Regions from separate parts of the Mus musculus genome. Here regions 1, 2, 3, 4, 5 and 7 are each linked to region 6. Evidence: chromatin contacts called from public promoter capture Hi-C data. All regions are on one chromosome and are shown on one strand. The core of a region is the stretch at or near the end of the contact, and the rest is flanking DNA. Distances in the headings are between cores, read along the strand shown.

Evidence for each region. Promoter capture Hi-C pulls out the DNA fragments that hold promoters and counts their contacts. Capture Hi-C pulls out chosen DNA fragments and counts their contacts.
Region 1: a promoter capture Hi-C map of liver shows a contact between it and region 6, with 3 times the contacts expected there. The contact joins the promoter of Vmp1 here to the promoter of Synrg in region 6. A contact is called at or near these places in 3 of 39 promoter capture datasets (hippocampal neurons and liver).
Region 2: a promoter capture Hi-C map of hippocampal neurons shows a contact between it and region 6, with 2.9 times the contacts expected there. The contact joins the promoter of Ints2 here to the promoter of Synrg in region 6. A contact is called at or near these places in 2 of 39 promoter capture datasets (hippocampal neurons and liver) and 1 of 9 other capture datasets (liver).
Region 3: a promoter capture Hi-C map of pre-B cells shows a contact between it and region 6, with 2.9 times the contacts expected there. The contact joins the promoter of Cltc here to the promoter of Synrg in region 6. A contact is called at or near these places in 3 of 39 promoter capture datasets (hippocampal neurons, liver and pre-B cells) and 1 of 115 datasets of contacts at active chromatin or transcription factors (astrocytes).
Region 4: a promoter capture Hi-C map of hippocampal neurons shows a contact between it and region 6, with 2.7 times the contacts expected there. The contact joins the promoter of Med13 here to the promoter of Synrg in region 6. A contact is called at or near these places in 3 of 39 promoter capture datasets (hematopoietic stem and progenitor cells, hippocampal neurons and liver).
Region 5: a contact with region 6 is called in a promoter capture Hi-C map of liver, with 4 times the contacts expected there. The contact joins the promoter of Brip1os here to the promoter of Synrg in region 6. A contact is called at or near these places in 2 of 39 promoter capture datasets (hippocampal neurons and liver), 1 of 115 datasets of contacts at active chromatin or transcription factors (astrocytes) and 1 of 9 other capture datasets (liver).
Region 7: a promoter capture Hi-C map of hippocampal neurons shows a contact between it and region 6, with 2.7 times the contacts expected there. The contact joins the promoter of Tubd1 here to the promoter of Synrg in region 6. A contact is called at or near these places in 2 of 39 promoter capture datasets (hippocampal neurons and liver).

The regions. Positions count from the first base shown.
Region 1 is chr11:86,682,220-86,685,159 of GRCm38.p6, reverse strand. It overlaps Vmp1 (vacuole membrane protein 1), which reads left to right and starts at 1,324. Exons shown (of 12, transcript NM_029478.6): 1 at 1,324-1,420. Ptrh2 (peptidyl-tRNA hydrolase 2) reads right to left here and starts at 1,086. Exons shown (of 2, transcript NM_001098810.3): 1 at 1,037-1,086.
Region 2 is chr11:86,256,204-86,258,932 of GRCm38.p6, reverse strand. Ints2 (integrator complex subunit 2) reads left to right here and starts at 1,339. Exons shown (of 25, transcript NM_027421.3): 1 at 1,339-1,729; 2 at 2,604-2,729. The coding sequence starts at 2,615. All of the region lies in intron 2 of Brip1os (BRCA1 interacting protein C-terminal helicase 1, opposite strand), which reads right to left.
Region 3 is chr11:86,756,307-86,759,006 of GRCm38.p6, reverse strand. It overlaps Cltc (clathrin, heavy polypeptide (Hc)), which reads left to right and starts at 1,440. Exons shown (of 32, transcript NM_001003908.2): 1 at 1,440-1,759. The coding sequence starts at 1,718. Gm42085 (a long non-coding RNA gene) reads right to left here and starts at 1,294. Exons shown (of 3, transcript XR_880101.3): 1 at 1,131-1,294.
Region 4 is chr11:86,356,242-86,358,941 of GRCm38.p6, reverse strand. It overlaps Med13 (mediator complex subunit 13), which reads left to right and starts at 1,346. Exons shown (of 30, transcript NM_001080931.2): 1 at 1,346-1,482. The coding sequence starts at 1,417.
Region 5 is chr11:86,199,838-86,202,704 of GRCm38.p6, reverse strand. It overlaps Brip1os (BRCA1 interacting protein C-terminal helicase 1, opposite strand), which reads right to left and starts at 1,345. Exons shown (of 7, transcript NR_130959.1): 1 at 1,153-1,345. It overlaps Brip1 (BRCA1 interacting protein C-terminal helicase 1), which reads left to right and starts at 1,512. Exons shown (of 20, transcript NM_178309.2): 1 at 1,512-1,596.
Region 6 is chr11:83,963,017-83,966,043 of GRCm38.p6, reverse strand. Synrg (synergin, gamma) reads right to left here and starts at 1,613. Exons shown (of 20, transcript NM_194341.2): 1 at 1,498-1,613. The coding sequence starts at 1,568. Ddx52 (DExD box helicase 52) reads right to left here. Exons shown (of 15, transcript NM_030096.2): 15 at 2,956-3,027.
Region 7 is chr11:86,543,676-86,546,375 of GRCm38.p6, reverse strand. Tubd1 (tubulin, delta 1) reads right to left here and starts at 1,385. Exons shown (of 9, transcript NM_019756.3): 1 at 1,146-1,385. It overlaps Rps6kb1 (ribosomal protein S6 kinase, polypeptide 1), which reads left to right and starts at 1,569. Exons shown (of 15, transcript NM_001114334.2): 1 at 1,569-1,810. The coding sequence starts at 1,670.

The sequences.
Region 1 (2,940 bases), core at 75-2,574, 2.7 Mb before region 6:
TTCTTTTTGTGTTTCATTCTTGAGTTTTGTGCACCACTCCCTGCTGACTTTTAAAACTTTAAACCTTCCTCTGAGTTATTTAACTCAACTTCCACCCACTGCTCACCTGACCTTTCTCACAGTTTGCAGTCTCCTAAGCAAAACTACCTATTTGCCTGGAAATATGGATAATATTACACACACGTACATAGTTGGCCCTTCTGTCTGTCCCTATGCTGTCCAATGTGGTAGAGATTAGTGTCACAGAGCAACATATGGCTAAATATTCTTGATCTGCCTTTTCCTGGAAACGGCAACTATGCCTTTGTTTCCAAAGGCTATTACTGACCACCTTGCAACCATGTCTTACTTCAGAGGGTTGTTATGACCAACTTATGTTCACTTTCCGCTGCTATTAACACTGTTTATATGCCAAATCCCCCATTTGGAAACCAATACTCCTGAACTATAAAAATCCTTATTTTCCCCATGTCCAGTGCTGATCTCTTGAACACTGCCTTTTGGGAGAAATAGTCCGTGTAAACGAATAATAATAATAAAAAGTTTGCTTTAATTAATCTGGCCATGATTTGGGTCAGTGGTCTTCCACTTCGAATCCATGAGATTAACAATAGCTTCAGAGTAGAGCGCTTTGCTCACCATGCACAACGTGCATGCACCGCAATACCAATAAATAAAAATACTTTTGAATCCATCTTTAGAATTCTTTTCCTTTTCCAAGCTGGGCTCAACAATTCGAAGACGGATATTTAAAATGTATAGTGTGAGGCCTGTTCTCCATTTTTTTCACGCTAGGGTAGCGTATCAATGCCACCTCTAAGAGGAGGTGTTGCCAGCGACTAAAATTCTGGGTTCTATCTTGGCTTCTTCCAAAGGTTTGCAGAGTAGGCAAGGCAGGCAGCAGCCACGGGGCGGAAGACAATTTATGAAGTAGCTAGGGGGAGGCCGACCGTGGGGTAAGATGATAAGATGCTTTTCAGTAGAGCCATTAAGAACTACACTCCTCTGCACCGTCCTAGAAGGAGTCGAGACTTACCTGGAGCTCGTCTCGCTCACCTCGCAGGTCTCCAAGCCAGAACAAGGAACACGCTTCGCGCGCGCCACCTACTCCTTCCGGGTTTCCTGAAAAACTAGTTCCGGATCAGAAACTACGAAGCGCAGTCATCCTTCTTCTTGTCACACCCACAGAGCCCGAACCGAGAAAGCCGAACCGAAATCCCGCGAGGAACCTCCCGGTGGCCGAAAGGAGGGGGTGGGGGTGGGGGAACGTTTCTCTTTTGGAGGCGGGCTCCTTAAAGGAGCCGGACCGGAAGTGACGCGAGCGAGTTCCGGTTGGCTGGAGCCCAGCGGCGGGTGTGAGAGTCGGTGTTGTGAGCCGCTTCCAGGATCCTGCGATCCGGAGAAGCCGGGGTCTGAGCGGGTAGGTGAGCGAAAGCGGGGAGTCCGGAGCCCAAGCCGAGCTTTCCCACAGCTCGGCCGCTTCCGCAGCTCCCGCACTTGGGTGATGCAGACGCAGAACACGCTGGTTTCCACTTGAGATGGCTCAGGTCACTGCTGACTGGCTGTGTCAGCTGGCGGTGGCCAGGTTATGTGGGACACCTCTCCGCGCTTGGTTACCGGGACATTGAACCCAGACACTCGCGACAGTTCGTTCCAGACCTGGAAGCCGGCTTTGGCTTTCTCAGAGAACCTCACTCCCGAGCTGTCCAGAGCCTTGGGTTAAATGAAGAGGGTCTTCGCTGCTGCTGATTCTCAGGACCTTTCAATGGGTTTTTCTCCTCCCGGGCCACTAGCGCAGTATGCTAAGTATATCTCCGAGAAACGAAGGTATTCGGGTGTACCGACAGTGCAGAGTAGTCAAAGGAAGGGGTCATTACCTCTCAGAGTTATTGCTGTGGACCCACTCAGCTTTTCCTAGGACTGTCATTTAAAAAAAAAAAAAAAAAAAAAAAAAAGAGGGCTCTCCGCTTTTTCCAAAACCTTGATCCCCAACATTTTTATTTCCCCGCAGTGGAAGTACTTGCAGCAAGATAGGGACTTAAAGGTCTTTACGATTCCAAACAGTGTATGGGCTTAGCGGGTTAGGCAGCTATGGGTTGCTTATGACCTCCAGTTGATTTTATGTAAACATCTTTTGCTTTTCTACTCCAGCAAAGAATCCAGGAATGCATAGATCGGCTGTGTATGTGTCTATTGGCAATGTCATTCCTTACCTTTCAGTTCTTTCTTGACGCTTGTGAGAGGTTTCGTAGACAGATTGATCATTTAGAGAACCTTTTCCAGTGTTTCTCTTGGCCTAATGAAGAATTTAATTCCAACTGTTTTAGTTCATTTTTTGAGATGGGGTTTCTCTGTGTAGCCCCGGCTGTTCTGGAACTTGCTCTGTAGACCAGGTCCACCTGCCTCTGCCTCCCGAGTGCTGGGTCCGGCTATATTCCAGCTGTTATTGTCTGAGAATTGTGTTGTCCTTGGGTCTGATTTTAGGGAAGAAGCTTATTTACTACGCTGTATTTTTGTATTGGAGGTGATGTTTTTGTTGACCTTTGGGAGAAAGATGCTGGCGTACCAGACACATGATCAGTTGGAGTAGATGCAAAGTGATTCTGAAGTGGGAATCTCTTCTGCTTAACTTATTTGCCTAGGTTATCTAAAACACAGATGCATTTTAAGGGGTTTATCCTTGGATACATTTAACAATACAATTAAATCCCTGAGGCACGCATTCCAGAAGAAAATAGCCACATATCTGAACTAAGCTGGCAAATGGTTTGGTGCTGTTTCCCAATTTACCTACAGCTAGTTTAAATCTGTTTGTTTCCTATTGTTTTTAGTTTTGAGTTCTTGAACTGTTTTACACTTGTCAGTTTTGTTTTGTTTTGGGTTTGTTTATTTGTTTGTTTGTTTTGTTTTTTTGAGGCAGGGTTTCTCTGTAGCCCTGGC
Region 2 (2,729 bases), core at 90-2,589, 2.3 Mb before region 6:
TAACCGCTGAGCCATCTCTCCAGCCCAAAAGCTGCATTTTAATAAAATAGTTCAGAGGCTTGACAGATGGCACAGCATGCCAGGTGTTGGTCGCTGAGCCAGATGACATGAATTCAAGTCCCAGGACATACATGGTGGAAGGAGAAAATGAGCTTCCATGAGTTATTCTTTTTTCTCACAAGTAAACACATGCACAAATGTCACACACACACACACACACACACACACACACACACACACACACACACACAAACGCGCGCGCGCGCGCGCAAGGTCATGCAAACCTTGGGTGAACCAGGAACAACAACCACAACAAAAAACGTAAGCTGGTGAAGATGGCACAATCCTATAATTCCACAATTTGAAAGGCTGAAGCAGAAGTTCAGAGCAGCCTGGACTACATAGTGTGGCGCTGTCTCCAGAACATTTATTATGAGATAAATAGACTTGCAATTTTTAAGATGGTGAGACTTTAGTTTTGATTTTCTTTCACAAGTGCCACATATAATATTGAGAAGGTTCCACTGAATTCGTTCCTAAAATTCACTCTTGAATAGGATTTTTGTAACCTCGAGACCCGAGAAAGCTACCAAACATAGAGCCTCTAGTATGAGCCCTGGGCAGACAGAGGGGTTGTGTCAAGTACCAGTCATCCTTGTCTACATAATGAACTCCAGGCCAACAAGGACCACATATACCTTGTCTGAAAAACAAAACCAACCTCGAATGCAAGCCGGAAGTGGTAGCATGCGCTTATAATTTGGGTACACACCATAAAACTAAATAATGAAAAGTTATTACACTTTGGCCTTAGTGTATAGACTTATGATTAATTACTTTTTTTTTTTTTTTTCGACACATGGTTTCTCTGTGTAGCCCTGGCTGTCCTGGAACTCACTCTGTAGACCAAGCTGGCCTCGAACTCAGAGATCCGCCTGCCTCTGCCTCCCAAGTGCTGGGATTAAAGGCGTGCGCCACCACTGCCCGGCTTCATTACTTTTAAAATTCCCCTACACACAGGTCTTGGGATTCTAGAACTTTCTAGACCGCACCGGCAGGGGTTTAAAGGAGGCTGCAATCGGGTTCCATTAGGCAAATTTCTGTGGAGGAACAGAGCGGACAACTTTTGCCATTTAATACATTATTGTTATTTAAATGTCGCGATAATTGGTTCGGGGGTCGGGATTTCGCTCTGACCGTTTAGGAACTCATCTGACAAGGTTCCAAGAGAAAAGCTCTGGAAAACAAGAAAGTGTAACACTCCACGCTTTCGGAAGCGGGGAGGGCGGTGACGGAGGAAGGGGCGGGCCTGCGCATGCGCAGAGCGGCCCTAAGCTGGCTTTTCTTATCGCCGCCGACGTCTTCTCAGTGCTGTACGGTGGCCGGCGCGTGCCAGAAGCTTGGGATGAATGGAGGTGCAGGGTGCAGGTTGAACTAAGTCTCTGCTTTCCCCTCTCTCCTGGTTGCTTCTCCCTTTTTTTTCCCTTTCCTTTTTACTTTTTTTTTTTTTTTTGCAGTGTCCCCATTCTGATTCTCGCTCTGTCGACGGCACTGTTGGTGCCAGCGTCAGAGTTCTTGGTGCCTGAGTCGACTCCGGGCATTGCCGGGGTTTGGGGATCTGGATAATCACCTAGGCCCAACTTCGGACCGCGCTCTCCATTTCTGCCTCGTCTGGCTCTCGGAGGCGGAATCCGAGTGGGTCCCTTGAGGCTGGAGGGTTGATCTTAAGGTATGAAGCGTCGGCTTCTCGGGCCCAAGTGCCGCTTTGTCTGAAGTCCGCCTGACTCTTCGCAGCCCGGGTCACTCGATTCTCATTGCTGCCTGGCAGAGACCCCTGAGTCCTGTCACCTCTGCCTTGAGCTTACTCTACTGTTAAAAGACCAGCGCTTACTATTGAAACAGCAGCATTTCTGCCTACGATTCTTTGTCCACAGCTCTGCTAGGGAGTAGGTCTTAAGACTGAGTGGTCTCTGTTAACTGTTCCATGTCACCTCTCTTTTCTGCTACCTTTTGAAAATTTACTCAAAACCACAGTGCCCAAGTGAGACTCTCTTTAACTCCTTCAGCTGACTGTACATACACATCTACCTCTATAACAATAGGGGTACGGAATAGCGTTGTGGCTTTCAGAACCATGCCTCTGACATTACTTTTGGCCCGTGAGATGATTTACCAGTGTTTCCATGTAGTTGGGAGGTAGAAAGAGAAGCCCAACTGATATTTATATTTATCTGGTAGGCTTGTAAAATGAAAGAGATCTGGCTGCAGCCGTTCATTTTCTCTCCATATTTCATGGAACTCATGTAATGGGCATAATGAGGGAAGTCTTGGCTGTGTTCAGGGTAGGAGGGTTCACTGGGACACAAAGTATTAGAGCAAATGATCTCTAAATTGAGAAGAAACATTAATCTGCAGTTTTCCTTCTTATCTTCCAGATGTCAGTAGAAACATAGAGACAGAAACCTGAGCTTTAATTGTGCCAACAACATTGCCAATGCAAGGACCTACTAAGTATTTAGTATACTTTGTTAGATTTTAAAGAAGGTTGTCATATATGTGGGAAGTAGATACCGATTTTCATTTTGTTGTTTTGGACTCCTTAGGATCGAGAGCGATGACGCCCGAGGGTACAGGCCTGCAGTTTGTCAGCCCTTTTGCTTTTGAAGCTATGCAGAAGGTGGATGTTGTCCGCCTGGCGTCCTTAAGTGATCCGGAATTAAGACTCCTCT
Region 3 (2,700 bases), core at 191-2,690, 2.8 Mb before region 6:
ACAATCTTTTCAAACATTGCAGGACAGGGCACATTCAAGTGCTTAAGTGAAATTATGTAAACACAAAACATCCTAAATATGGTGGCAAGGCTCTTCTTCAAGGGTCTGTTGTCTGCCTTCTCACTTGCCTGGTTCTCCTCTCAGCCCAGATATGAAAGGCAGTATTTGGGGGGAATACTAAACGCAACTGAAATGACTAAGCAGATTTCTCTAAGCAAAACCGCTTACGCAAAATTATTGTACACCCAGTGGTTGTCTTATGTTCTTTAGGTTGAAAGGGGCATTGAAAGTAATTTCCTCAAGAACTTTCAGGGGGATTAAGACGAACTATGTGGAAATGAACTCTCTAAATCTTCCTTATATTGGTGCTATTGTGAGACATTACACCTTACACTTTAGCAAGAGCTCTGGGGCGGCTATTAATCGCTAATGAATGCTGCAGATAGCTTACTGCTGTAGGAAGGCAAGGTGCTCCGGTTTTGAAGGGCTTATTACATCGCCCACCCTGTAACTACAGGTAATGGTCCTACTACCATGTATGACTAACAGTCAATCCCTCAGCTCCAAGACAGCCCCTGAGGTTTCTTTCCCTAGCCATCCTTTGATCTACATCTTTTAAGCTTTTTCCTGTGGCCGAACCCTCCAGTTCTCGAAGGCCAAACTGATCTCTACACTAGGCTGATCTAAGTCCACCAAAATGTCCGCGGAAGCGCTCTCCAGGGGCCAGCAGGAGATTCTTCTCCCATGGCCTTCCCTGTCCTTTGAGATGGTTTATCTGAGGATCTCGAGGAGCCATCCGGCTCTCCTGGCGTCAGAAGGGCGTGCGTCAGGGCAAGGAAGCTTGCAGCTCAGTACGGTCCCCCTCCCTGAGGTGTCAGCAACCACCCACTGCGCGAAACCAGGCGGGGGAGGCGCGCCGCAGCCAGCCGCCCGAGGAGCTCTGCGGCGGGGCCGTTTCCCTTAGTCACCGCGGCACCCACGCCGCGGCCTTCTCCTCAGGCACTCGGTGTCCTCACGCCCAGGCCGCCACGCCGGCAGGGGGCTCAACCGCCACCTCCTCCCCAGGAGCAGCGGCCAGTATCTTGCCTCTCGCCCTCCACTCTGGCAGCCTTCAACCGACCCTTCCCTACCCGCATCACGTGCACCGGGAAGTGCGTGGGTGGGTCTTACAGCGCCTACGGAAATGACGTAGTTCGCCCCGAGTCGCATGATGTGGCAAAATGTTAAAAAAAAAAAAAAGTGGGAGGGGGGAGGGGAGAAGGGAGAAACCGGAGCCTGGGGAAAGTGATGAGTCTAGAAAAAGTAGTCCCTCGGTTCCTCTGTTTCCCCGCAGCCGCATCAGCGAAGAGCGCTCCGCGCACTGCGTCCCTGAATCCCTACGCCCGACCGCGGCGCGGCGTCTGTGGAAGGCTACATAAGGCGGACGGCGTGAGGAGACTGGGCGGAGTTCTGCCTCGGGATCCTTCCGCAGGGCTCAGCCGTTTCCGGAGTCTGCGCTGCTCCCGGTTCCGCCATTGCGGCTCTCCCGGCCCCTGGAGCCTCCGCCCCCGACCCAAGCTCTCTCGTCTGCCTGCCAGTTCCCTGCGTCCCCGGAGAGTATCCCTCTGAGCCCAGCCTCCCCTCCCCTTCCCCGTCTCCTCCTCTCCCTTGGAGAGCCCGGGCAGGCACTGCCCTGCAGCCCCAGTGACAGGAGGAGACCATACTCCCCGACAGCGCCATGGCCCAGATTCTGCCCATTCGCTTTCAGGAGCATCTCCAGGTACGTGTGAGTCGGGGCTGCTGAGGGACTTTTCGAGGGTCGTGGGAAGGAAGAAGCTAGCGGCCTGGCCCGAAAGGGATCGAGAGAAGGGGAGTGGGGGGTGTCGGTATTTGGCATAGGTGGAGGAAGGACAGTGTCTTAAAAGCTTAAAGGGTTAAATGATATGAGACTAGGATGGAAATGACGAATCGGAGTGCAAAGGGCGGCGAGGCCAGGCCTTACGTCTGACGACCTCTTATTCTGCTTCCTGGATTGCAAGAACTGCGCATACCAGACCCCCCTTCCCATTTTACTCAGTTCATTCATTTGGGTAGGGGCTAGGTGGGGGAGCTTCTCGCGCGTTTCTCCCAGAGCAAGATTTCTCGTTAACCCTGAGCGACGCGGGGCTGTCACCTTCCCTTGGTCTATTCCCATTTCTACATCGAGTCTGCACCCAGGAATTGTGTGGCGGGTGGGTTGGGGAGGAGCTGCATCCTCCCTCTGCAGCTCACCACTGAGAAAGGCACCTTGGGGTTAGGGTAGCAGTGGCTCGTGGCTTGCCTTCCCTGAATCTATAAGGAACCGAAGGTCACACTCACTGAAGGAACAGAAAGAAGATAGAGGGGCGGCAAGGGGCGGTGTCAGTCTCGGTGCCTGGGGTCAAGGTCCCAAGGGGAACGCGCATATTTTTCCTTTCTTGGTTTCTTCAGAGGGTTAGTGTAGCTCTTAGGCTCACTTTGATTCTTGCAGGTAGGGAGAGTTATTTAGAGGTTATTTATGGCCTTTTGGAATTTAGCAGGTAGTTGTGGGATTACGGCAGGAGTATGTCTCACAGGACTGCGTGGAATTCATCAGAGCCGGGTTTAAGTGCATACCTGCTCTGTGTCAGTACCTAACAAGTTGATCTGTAACTGGCTCCTTTTTAATAGTCTGGGGCGTCCCCCCTCCGCCCCCCACTGCAC
Region 4 (2,700 bases), core at 97-2,596, 2.4 Mb before region 6:
ATGCATCATATAACAAACATAACATTTGTTTTCCTCATTTTACAGATGAGGAAACTGAGTCACAAAGAGGTAAAAGACTGGCTCCAGCTTCGAATCCTGAACAGCAGGACTTTATTTCTAGTTCATTAACCACAAGACCATATCGTTTCATTTTTTTTACCTCTTTATTATAACTTAAAAAGAGAGGGCGAGGCTGGTGTCTATCCAGCTCTCATTCTTTAGCCCTAGAGTTCTGCGATGTACCCCGGCGGCCTTATGGAGTGAATGAGAATGCATTGGAACGTCTTTCTTTTTCTTTTCTTTTTTCTTTTTCTCTCTCTCTCTCTCTTTTTTTTTTTTTTTTGCCAACTTTCTCTTCCAAAGAATTTGAACTGATTTCCAAGTAATTCTCGATTTTGAAGTGAACCTTCCTGCGCTGCTGCACTTTCCCCAGCCAGCAGAAAGCTAGGGCCAAGACTCGGGTCATCTTAACCGGGGCATCCAGCAGATGGCGCCATGTTAGTAGCCACCAGCTGGCCGCCCGGTCCCCGGGGCTCCGAAAGCTTCCCTGCCCTCCCTCACCGCCTTCTCTCTCCCCCCTCCCTACGGAGCCCGGCCCACGTGACCTCGCGGCGGCCAATGGGCGAGCAGAGAGGGCGAGCTGGTCCCTGTGGCCGCCATTAAAGCGAAGGGAAAACCCGTGAATTCGGATTAAAGGGGGAAAAACACCGCCCGCTGGGCCCACAAAATGGGGGAGACTACGGCGTCCAGGCGGTGAGGCGGCAGGAGAGCAGACGTTAGGCAGGCTTGGCCCAGGGACAACACGAGGACACAGCCGGAGAATGGACTGAGCCCACAGACGCCGCCACCACCTCCGCCGCTGAGGAGACTCTGGGCTTAAGGACATCGCCGCTGCCGGGCCGGGGGCCCGGGGTGCTCTGCCGGTCCTCGCCCTTCCCGCCCCTCCGCGGGCGTCCCCGGGCCGCGGAGAACCCTCCCGGGCTTCTGGGCTCGGCCCGCTCGGACTCGGGCTCTGACTATTTATCGTGTACCTGATTGTTATTATTATTTTTTTGTTTTTCGTTTTTTTTTCTCTTTTCTTCTTTTAAATCTTTTTTTATTTTTCTGGTGGAAGGGACAGACATCCCTTCCCCTCCTCTCCGGAGAGGGACGCGCGTCCGCGGGCTCCGCAGTCCCGGCGGCCGGCCGAGCGCGGCGCGGCCCTCCCGCCTGCGGCCTCGGCCCCGGGCGGCTGGGTGCCTCCGGGCGGCGGGGGCCGCGGCGGCGCCGGGGGGCGGCGGGGAGGGCGGGCGGCCCGGCGGCCTCCTCCCCACCGCCCCCCGCCCTCCCCGGTGTCTGTGTTTCTCTCTCTGGTCGGAGGCGGCGGTAATGGCGGATGGTGGGTTGTGGCGCCGGCGGCGGCTGCTGTGAGGGACGATGAGTTCCTCCTTCGTGTCGAACGGGGCCAGCCTGGAAGATTGTCACTGTAACCTCTTCTGCCTGGTGAGTGCGGGGGCCGCGGGCGGTGGGGGAGGGGGCCGCGCCGTGCGCCCTTGGGCCGTGGGGGAGGGGGTCTGGGTCGCATCCAGATGCCGGTGTCCCCCGGCTAGGCCCCGCCGGAGTCGGCCTCCTCCGAGGCTCTGCGGCCGCCCCGGGAGGCAGCGTCCGCTCACCTACCGACCGGGGCTCTGCTGGGAAGAGGCTTGTCTTTCCCCCCACCCCCTCGGTCTTTCTCCTCCTCCTGTCTTGTTTTGGACTCTTTTCCCCATCCTAGTCTTTTCCTTAACTTGGGCTGCTTATCTGCCCGGATAGTAATATTTTCTTGTGTGCTTCTTGCTTCCCCGCCTCCCCGCCCCCCGCCCCTTGTATCGAACAGTGTATCCCTTTTCCACACTTTCCACGATTGCCCCTGCTCGACTGCCTTTAAGCTCGCTTTTCCCTTGTAAGTGGGCTTCTCTTAAACAGGACCCCCCCAAAAACTTACGTATTAAAACCCTCTTCGTTTTGTAAGTTAAACTAATACAGGGGTAGTGTCCTTATGGGTGACTTCAGATCTTTGTGTAAAAACAGTGTGTGCCGGTTCATATGTTTTCTTTTTAAACTTTGAAAACATTTTGCCATTTTGACAATTTCTAGCCATCTTGCTTTTATTAGAACATTATGTTTTTGTGAGAGTGGAGGGGCAAGTGGAGGAGGTACTGTGGTTTCGCACTAAACGTTCTATATTTGTCTGTTTTGCTTACGTTTTAAGAATGTTTTGAGCTGGCTGTTCCTTTTATTGAACTGAAAAGTCTGGGGCAGCTGGAATTAGGGATGTTCTAGTACGTGTATGTAGGTCGGCCCAAATCGGATAACACTCAAGAGTTAAGACTTTTGTCAAAAGTACCAACTGTTGCAAATATCTAGTCCTGAATTAAACGATAGCCGAGCTTCCTGAATGACTAAGTTAGAGTGACTTTTTTCATTTTTCGTGTGCTCTGAGAAATATTAAGTCTATCATAGGTAAGTGAATTAAGTGGGTGGAGCATAACTAGTTGGCAAGCATAAACTGCCAGTCATGTATCAGCAGTTTCATTTTTGGCACCTTATGCTTTCTGTCACTAAGTTAGAATAAGGAATTACTGAATTTCCTTTGTTGAATCTCTTTCACGATGTGGTAAATGGGGATCTTCAGCACACTTACGTCTTACAGATTAGACTGGTTTTCTTGACATGTCCATT
Region 5 (2,867 bases), core at 96-2,595, 2.2 Mb before region 6:
AAGTGATTCAATTAAGTTAATTAGACCTTGTGGATTCTCAGAAAATGAGGGGTTATGAGTTTTCCAGTTATATAAGTCATTGGAGGAAAACGGCCAATACTGAAAGGCTGATGACCTTGTTCATCCGGGGACCATAGGCCGGGAGGGGCAGAATATGGGCACCCTCAGGAGTTGCCTCCACTGTCTCTGAGTCTCCTGAGCAGGTCCCTCTGACCTGGGGAGGGAGGAGGATGGCGAGTCCCCCTGATTCTCCAGGCGGAATGGGCGGGGCCAAAGGCCCTGCAGCTTGAGCTGCATGAGGAGAGAGAGAGAGAGAGAGAGAGAGAGAGAGAGAGAGAGAGAGAGAGAGAGAGAGGATAAAGGGGAGGGAGATAAAGAAGAAGATCAGTATCCGTGGTGGGGAGAACATCTTTCTTGGGCCTATCCTGAAGGGCGAAGATTGGCACAGCCATTGGTCCTGAAGAGGAACCGGGCGAACACAAGGAGGGGGATCGGTGACTAAATCTTCCCACACTATGATATATGGGACCTGATTAGGGTGGCTCTTCGAGCCAGCACCAAAAATGCACCTCTTGACGGACAATATAAGAGGCAGTGAGAAAGAACCCTCAGGAGGCCATCCAATCTGAAAGGTGGGCCACTCTGACGAGCAAAAAGTAAACCATTTATTTTTCTTCACATTTACTGAGAGATTGTGAGCTCTAGTCTTAACCTCCCTCCAATGTTCTAGAGTAAAACTCGGAGGGGTGGAAGGTCAGTGTCCCATTCTGTCCAAAAATAACGTCAGTCCCAGTCCACACACAAAAAGAAAAACAGAAAGTAAAATACCAACGCGCCCCTGCCACGAGCGCCACAGAAGATACACTGAATAACTTGGTAGTGGTCTCTTTGCCACTGACCCCCAGATGAAGTCGAGCCCTCCCGGATCTCGCGGATCGGATCCGACTTCCCACTCTGAGAGTCTGGAGCGTCCTCCAGGACTCTTCGTTACCGCAGCGTTAAGGTCGCTTCTGGCAACCCCCGGCAGACAACTCCTTTGCAAACCGAAACCAAACTGACTTGCAGCCGACTCAAAATAGAGGGAACAGACGGAATAGACGCGCGGAATAGACGCACGCCAAGGGCGGACACAAAGAGACACAGCCGCGGTACCTGCTCGAACAATCCTCCGGTCTCCTGTCACTGGACCCGCCAGCAGGACGATTCCCGGTCAATGCACCAAATGTAAGACCCGTCTAACGCCCATTTTGTGCTTCTTAAAGTCTCACAGTACAAGAATTTTTTTTTTTCCTTCAAGCAAATGTGCGGAACTTGTCCCAGTCTTTTTCGCGGGGTGGGGTTTGGGGGAGGGGCGGTGCTCGTCTTCCGGTCCCGCCAAGTACTCGAGGGTTGATTTTACTTCGCGGGCTCCCATTGGGCGGTATAGCGTTGGCCTCGTACGATGATTGGCTGTTTCCTTTTCCGGTCTGGCTGTGTGATTGGCTGACTGGGAACCGAGGGGCGGGAGGCGCGAATTCATCTGTGTGGCGCTGCGGAGTGCAGCCTGGAGAGGGAGGAGTGGCTGTACCTTGGTACCTGGCAGCGTCGGAACAGCCGGTGAGGGAGGACTTTCGTACTCGCGAGCTTTCCTTGTAGGTCGGCTCCGCGTTGCCTTCTGTCAAACGTCAGCCGTTCCTTTTCTCTGGGAGCGGGAGCCAGCCGTGGGCAAATGGAAAGGAGGGCGCGGGGAGGGGACGGGCTCCTGCAGGCTGGCGCCGGCGGGCTCTCGGGCTCTATGGTGTGGCTCCCCGTGGACATGTGAGAACTAGGAGCTTGGGGAAGGAAAGCTGAGGGCCAGGGAGCCTGTCCTTACATTCTGTGAACGCAGGCTGGAGGTAGCCCCAGCTTCCGCGGTACTTCTGGAAGGGCTACAGATTTGTTAACCCGCCCCCCCCCCCCCCTTCTCTTAAAGAGACAGGGTCTCACCCTCCAGCTCTGGCTGGGCTGGAACTCGGAGTGCAGACCTGGCTGCCCTCGATCGATCGTACAGAGATCCACCAGAGATTGTTGGGGGCCAGAAGAATTGCGCCACCACATCCGGAAGTGTGATTGTCTGATGAGTTTTGAGAGGAATGTTGCCACAGCTTCAGGCATAGATTGCCATCTCGATTAATTTTAGTAACACAATATTGAGTTTTTGCTTCAGAATAAGCTGTTAGAGTCCATTAAACCTCAGAGGTTTACAGATAAAAATCAGTGATTGGATACTTTTTCTAACAATATCTTTTATTTATTCTTTGATAGTTTATGCATATATACAAAGTATCTTGACCTATCCCCAGTACATCCTTCACACTGCTTCGGGACCCCTTCACACGCCCCTCCCACCCAATGAGTCCAATTAGTACTGCCTGATGGGATGTTGACAGGTCTCCTTGGCTTGATTTTATGCAGGTCTTGTCTGACAGAACAATATTTAGAAATGAAAAATAACTTAAGAGTGGTGGGTTTTTTGGAGCACAGAAGCTGTGGTTAAAGTTATTGACTTCATGACCTGTTGTACCTTCTGTCTTAACCATCTCCATTCACAGACTGAGTTTACCAGATTTTCTCACCACTGTCGAAATTCTTCAGTCAATAAAAGTGTCTGGGAGGTTAGGTGATGCAAACAGTGGGATTTAAATCTATTTTGTTTCAATTATAATCTCCTGATTTCAGAATTACTGAGCTGACTCAGCAGGTAAAGGACTCAACCGAGCTAGCAGTGTTTAATTCCTGAGACCCACATGGTGAGAGGAGGGAACCTATTCTGTCTCCAGAACACTGTCTTCTCACTTCCACACACGTGTCATGCCATGCGGGTTCTCCTCCCCCAGTAAACTAAAAGA
Region 6 (3,027 bases), core at 364-2,863:
TAACACCAAATACCCTTCAACAACCATTGTAATCACTTTGTGTCTCCTATGGATTTACTACCTGTTGGAGTGCACATGAGTTTATTGCCCATGCTCTTTCCCCTAAGACAGGATCTCAGGGTACCCAAGCTAACATCAAACTCTCCCGATAGCTGAGCATGTCTTTGAGCTCCTGATCTTCCTGCCTACATCTCCTCAGAGCTGGATTACAGGCATTCTCCAGTGCAGCTCCTTGGACCAGTGGCATTAAAATACTACAAACCAAACTGAGCAACACACTGAATTTTTCTGTGCCCAGGGGGTCTTCCTTTTTTTTTTTTTTGAAAACATTTGTGCCTAAAACATGAAATTCTTTGAAAATTTCTAGGACTGGTCCCATTATTACTCATACATTTGATTAGATTAATAGAATGCCACTTTAGAAATTGTCATCCTGTATATATTCTGCAGGCAAAAGCAATTTCTAATGCTCACTAATGAAAGACCCCAACGAAACAGTGACAAAACCAGAGGAGGAAGGAAAATGTTTTAAGTTTAAAGTCAAAGACTGTAGAGGAAGCAGAAAACCTGGCCACACACCGTTGCTTTATTCAAGTGACTGCTTTTTTTCCTTCCGTGAATGAGTGTGTGTGTGTGTATTCACAATATGCACCTGAAGGAGACGGTTACTTTAAAATCTTTTACACATTTGAAGTGTAGGTGATTCCAAAATTAAACTATACATTAAAAAAAAAACCCAAATACTTCGCTTTCCAAAGATAACTTAGGATATTTAAAAATAAAAGCTAATTTTATCTCGGAATGTGTGTGCTATATGTCAGCTAATTAAATAAACACAAACTGAGTCATGATAGAAAGGGGAGCAGACTTTCTGGAATCAAACATTTTGTCAAATGAAAATGAACTTGAGTTACAAACACCCCTTTACCATTCTGGATACAGGGAGCATAGCCTAAAAATTATCTGAAATAGAACAAAGAGCAGATTTTTATTTTTAAAAGGAGCTCAATAAAGTCTGGAAGCTTTTGTTTTAAGAGGAGCATACTGCTCTTGGTCAGTGAATTTTCTTTGTTTCAAAATGTCTATTTTAAAAGGAGTCAGACAAATGTTTTTTTCTACTAAACGGGCTTTATCTCAAGACAATTACTAATTCAAAGGTCTTCAGATTTTTCTATTTGTATGTGAAGAAAAGAAAAAAGGACTGGACAGGACGCTCTATGAGAGGAAAGACAGTACTGTACAGTCTTAAAACGGTTCCTCCAGCTTTGCGACTAGACCGTCACAGCCTTCGCTCCGACAGCAGCTCGAGCCCAGCAAGCCTAGCAGGGACTCGCGGGCGCTCGAGGCCCCGCGGCAGGTGCGGTGGCGCCTGCACCCGAGCGCGCTCCCCGCGGGTCCCCAGGACGCTCGCGCCCCGCAACCGCCGCCCCTGCGCCCGGCCCCACCTGCCCACCCCGCCGACCATGGCTGCCCACTCCGCCCGCCCCGCCGACCCACCTGCCTGCCCCGCCGGGCCCCGCGCCCGCCCCCGCCGCGCCGCTGGCTCCGGCTCCCGGCCGCAGCGCCATCTTGCTCGGGGCCGCCGCCGCGCCAGCAGCTGTCAGCCGAAGACAGGCACTTCCGGGGCAGACACCGCCCCACCAAGTCGGGGCCGACGACGGGGCGGGGCTGCGCGCCCACGTGACTTCATGGCCCCCGGGCACGAGCGGCGCGCCCCGGTGGCATTCTGCAGGAGACACAGCACTGCGGCTGGTGTAGTTAGTTTGCAAACCCGGATCTGCACTAATGCACACAGTAGGTCCTGATATAACCAGATGATGGAACACAGGTGCTTTTCTGCTGTTCCTTTACACAGCAGTCGGATCCTAGAGGGCCTTTACAGCTGTTTCCCTTGGCACTCTCTCTTCAGCATCTATTACAGACACTGACAGTACCTTTTACTTAAGTCAATCTAGAGCATACATGGACCCAATACACACGAAGAGGATATCCTCCAAGGTGCCCTACTCATGTGGTCGGTTTTGCCATAGTGAGGCACCGTGAGCACATGCTGAACCTACACAGGGTATTTTTACTTTGACACCTCCAACCCTAACCAAGCTACCTGGAAGTAAAATGTGTTGAAAGTAAGTTTGTTAAGCTCTTAGATAATGGATCAATCACAACCAGTCCCTGCCACTTCTTGCCTTACAGCTTTCGCTGAGACAATTATAATAGGTTATTAGTTTACTAGACCAGTTTTATGTGCATTTAATAGTCTGATGTCCCTGAGTTATTACTGCTATTTTAGAAATGAGAAAAAAAAATCTTGAAAGAAGTTCTTGTAATATGCTCAGATCTTGGAGCTGCAGTGTGTCCACACCAATATGTCCTCAAAGTCCTTGGTCCTTTAACTAGGACCACGCCCACTATTTGTGAGATCTGTTTTCCTTGTTTGGTCTTGTTTACTATTTCACTTTTCCTCTTCCCTGGTCAAAGCTAGCATTTATATAGGAGAGTCCTTACTGATATGTATAGGAGTTTAAATCCATTCCTGACCCTTTTTTTAAAAAAAAAGCTGATACAAGTTTTGTAGCTACTTCATGGACTGGGTGGTTGCTCAGAAAAAATAAAGAGAAAATAACTGAATGGGGATTATCAACACGATCTGTTACCATCTCTATCTGCATCCGTCCAAGGACACTCCCCACCTGTGTTAAGAGTCTTGTTAGGATGCTTTGAGATCACAGCCCCATACCACATAATCGTTTCTATACTTCATCACTGCCGTTAGTTGCTAAAGAGTGGTGCTGTTAGCATACAAAGCTTCAGACACAGAGATAGGCACTTTTACTCTTAAAACACAGGAAAAGCTGAAGGTCTAAAATGAAAATGCAGCCGCAATGGTTTCAAGTGTATACCCACTTCAGGATATACACTGACTCAACTCTCTGCAAGAACAAAACAATTACAAACTTTTAGTTTTTATTCTCTAGAGCAGTTTATTTAAATGAAGCCTGATTTTTTTTTTAAATCTTTATCCCATCT
Region 7 (2,700 bases), core at 136-2,635, 2.6 Mb before region 6:
ACATAGCAAGCCAGGAGTCCTGTGCAGGCCTGTAGTTACAGAGGCAAGTCCAGTGCGGACAGAAGGACCACTGTGGATAGCTTCCACTTGGTTGAGAAAACTCAGCCCCAAGTTCAGAGAGAGAGAGAGAGAGAGGGAGAGAGAGAGAGAGAGCTGGATGCCCTCATCTCCTGTGCATTTGCATAAGTGCTCACATTCACACACATGTGCATATATACTCACACACATAAATAATCTAAAGGAAATATGATCCTGAAGGAATTCTTTGTATACATTTCACACTACATGGACATCAGAAGTTAGCTCAACAATAGAACATTCAATAACATTAATTTTCTGTTTTCTCACCAACCGTCTTCTGGCCCGGAAAGCACAGTTAAGATCAATAAGCCCAGTCATGGTGGCTATACCTTTAATTCCAGTACTCAAGAGACAGAGGTAGGCAGATCTCTGAGTTTGAGGACACAGAGAGTTCCAGGACAGCCAGGGCCACATAAAGAAATCCTGTCTCTGAAAACCAAAAACCAAACCAACTAGCATAAAGTTGGATCCAGGCATAGTGGTGCAAGCCTTTCAACCCAACAACACTTGGGAGGCTGAGGCAGACCGATCTCTGTGAGTTTGCACCTACACAGTGCGTTCCAGGACAGCCAGAGCTACATAGCGAGATCGTGTCTCGGAAAGAAAAGAAAGAAAAACAAAGTTGGAGCTTAGAGAAAGACCAGATAAAATATGAAACTAAATCTTTATTATTTTTAAACGACGTTGTTTGTTTTTAGACAACATCTCTCTATGTAGCCCAGTTACGCCTGAAACTGTCTAATTAGTCTGGGCTGACTTGAAACACATGATCCTTCTGCCTCAGCCTCTCGGAGAACAGGGACTATTTTAAAAAGAGTATTTTTGATAAGTGCTTCACATCAAGTCTATGTAGCCCCGGAAAGGAGCAGAGGCTTGTGAACCAGATTTTCAACTTAACGTCTAAGACTGCATTGTAGGTAATTCTATTCTCACTTTACAGTTAAGGAAATTGAGTTACCGAAGGGTTATGTAACTTTTCCAAGCCACTGAATTAGCAAATAGCAAAGACAAGAGTCTCTCTTTGCCTTTCTTCCCTATCAGCTCCCCGGTAACCCCACACTCACTGACAGCTCTGCGACCGGCAGTTTCAGTTCGGTTCAAACTTCAGAAGACCAACCCTCTCACTACGCGCATGCTCACTTTCAATACTTTAAAAAAAAAAACTACTTAGAACAAATAAATGCGCTCGCTCCTTATGCGAAGAGCTCTGCTGAGGGCTTGTCTTTTTTCGACCCTCGTTTCCCTTCTTCTATTTAGGAAGGCTAATCACGCATGTTCAATTTCAATTTATCAACTTCAGATATGGTACGCATGCTCCGTGTCCGGCAAACGCCTTAGACAGAAACGCGCAAGCTGTACTTTCCCGGCTTGGCTTCGGACGGTGTTCTGCGCATGCTCCTGCCAGTACCTGGCCCCGGGAGCTAATGCTACGCATGTCCGCTGCCCACTGTATGGCTTCAGAAGACTTTGTACGCATGCGCCGGAGCTGAACTTGAGGAGCCAGTCTGGGGCCTAGGCGCAGACGCATTGAGCTTAAGCAGCCGGTGATGGCGGCAGCAGCCGTGGAGTCTGCGGCGGGTCCGGGCCCATGAGGCGACGACGGAGGCGGGACGGCTTTTACCTAGCGCCTGACTTCCGACACAGGGAAGCTGAGGACATGGCAGGAGTGTTTGACATAGACCTGGACCAGCCAGAAGATGCAGGCTCTGAGGATGAGCTGGAGGAGGGGGTGAGGCCCGGGGTCCCCGGGGTATGGGCGGCGGGGTGGGGGGGCAGCGGCGAGGTGACAGGGCCGGGGTGGCGGCGTGGGCCCGGGAAGCCTGGTGTGCCCGAGGGCGTGGAGACCCGGGGGGGACGCGAGCGGTCTCCGGGAGGAGCTGAGGCGCCGCGCGGCCGAGTCGGGGAGCGGGCGGGCGGGCGGACGGACCTGGCCCTAGGTGTGAGGCCTCTGCGGGGCGCGCAGGTGCAGGGCTCGCCCTGATCCCTAGCTGAGCGCTGCCCCGGAGCAATGTGTTTCTGGAGCGCCGAGGAGAAAAGGCGCGCGGTCGGCTTCTGGAGCTGTGGGGCTTGAGTGCGGCCCGGGTGGTGTGAGCGTGTGCTGGGGGTGGGGAGGGCCGATCTTGTTGGGGTGTCCCCCTTAGTGCAGGTGAGATGCGGAAGGGTTTCCCTGTGGAGTGTAAGATTGCAAGCCTTAAATCTTCAGACTCCCCACAACCACCTCTCTTCTCGGCCTGTCGCTTCTCTCCTAGGAAGCGCTCAGCTGTTAGAAGTGACAGCTGAAAACTTCTGTCGGGAGTAGCACTGCTGTGACAGCCACCAGGAGTTTTATTTCGGGAGCAAGGGGGCTCTGCTGCATCTTCCAGGGTTTGTTTGTTTGCCTTTTATTTTTAACCCCCCTTCCGTGTGACTTTTTAAAGGAAAAAAAAACCCCCATTCATAACGACACACGGCATTTGTAAGTTAATTCCCTTCAAGTTGAAGATGTCTATATTTTTTTTTCAGAATAATTTATGTAATTGTAGGGTGGGAAAAAAAGCGTTGACAGCTGTGATTTGTCTCGCCAAAAATAAATTGCTTGAACCGAGACTTGTGAATAGTGGTGTGAGGGTTTTCCTTGCT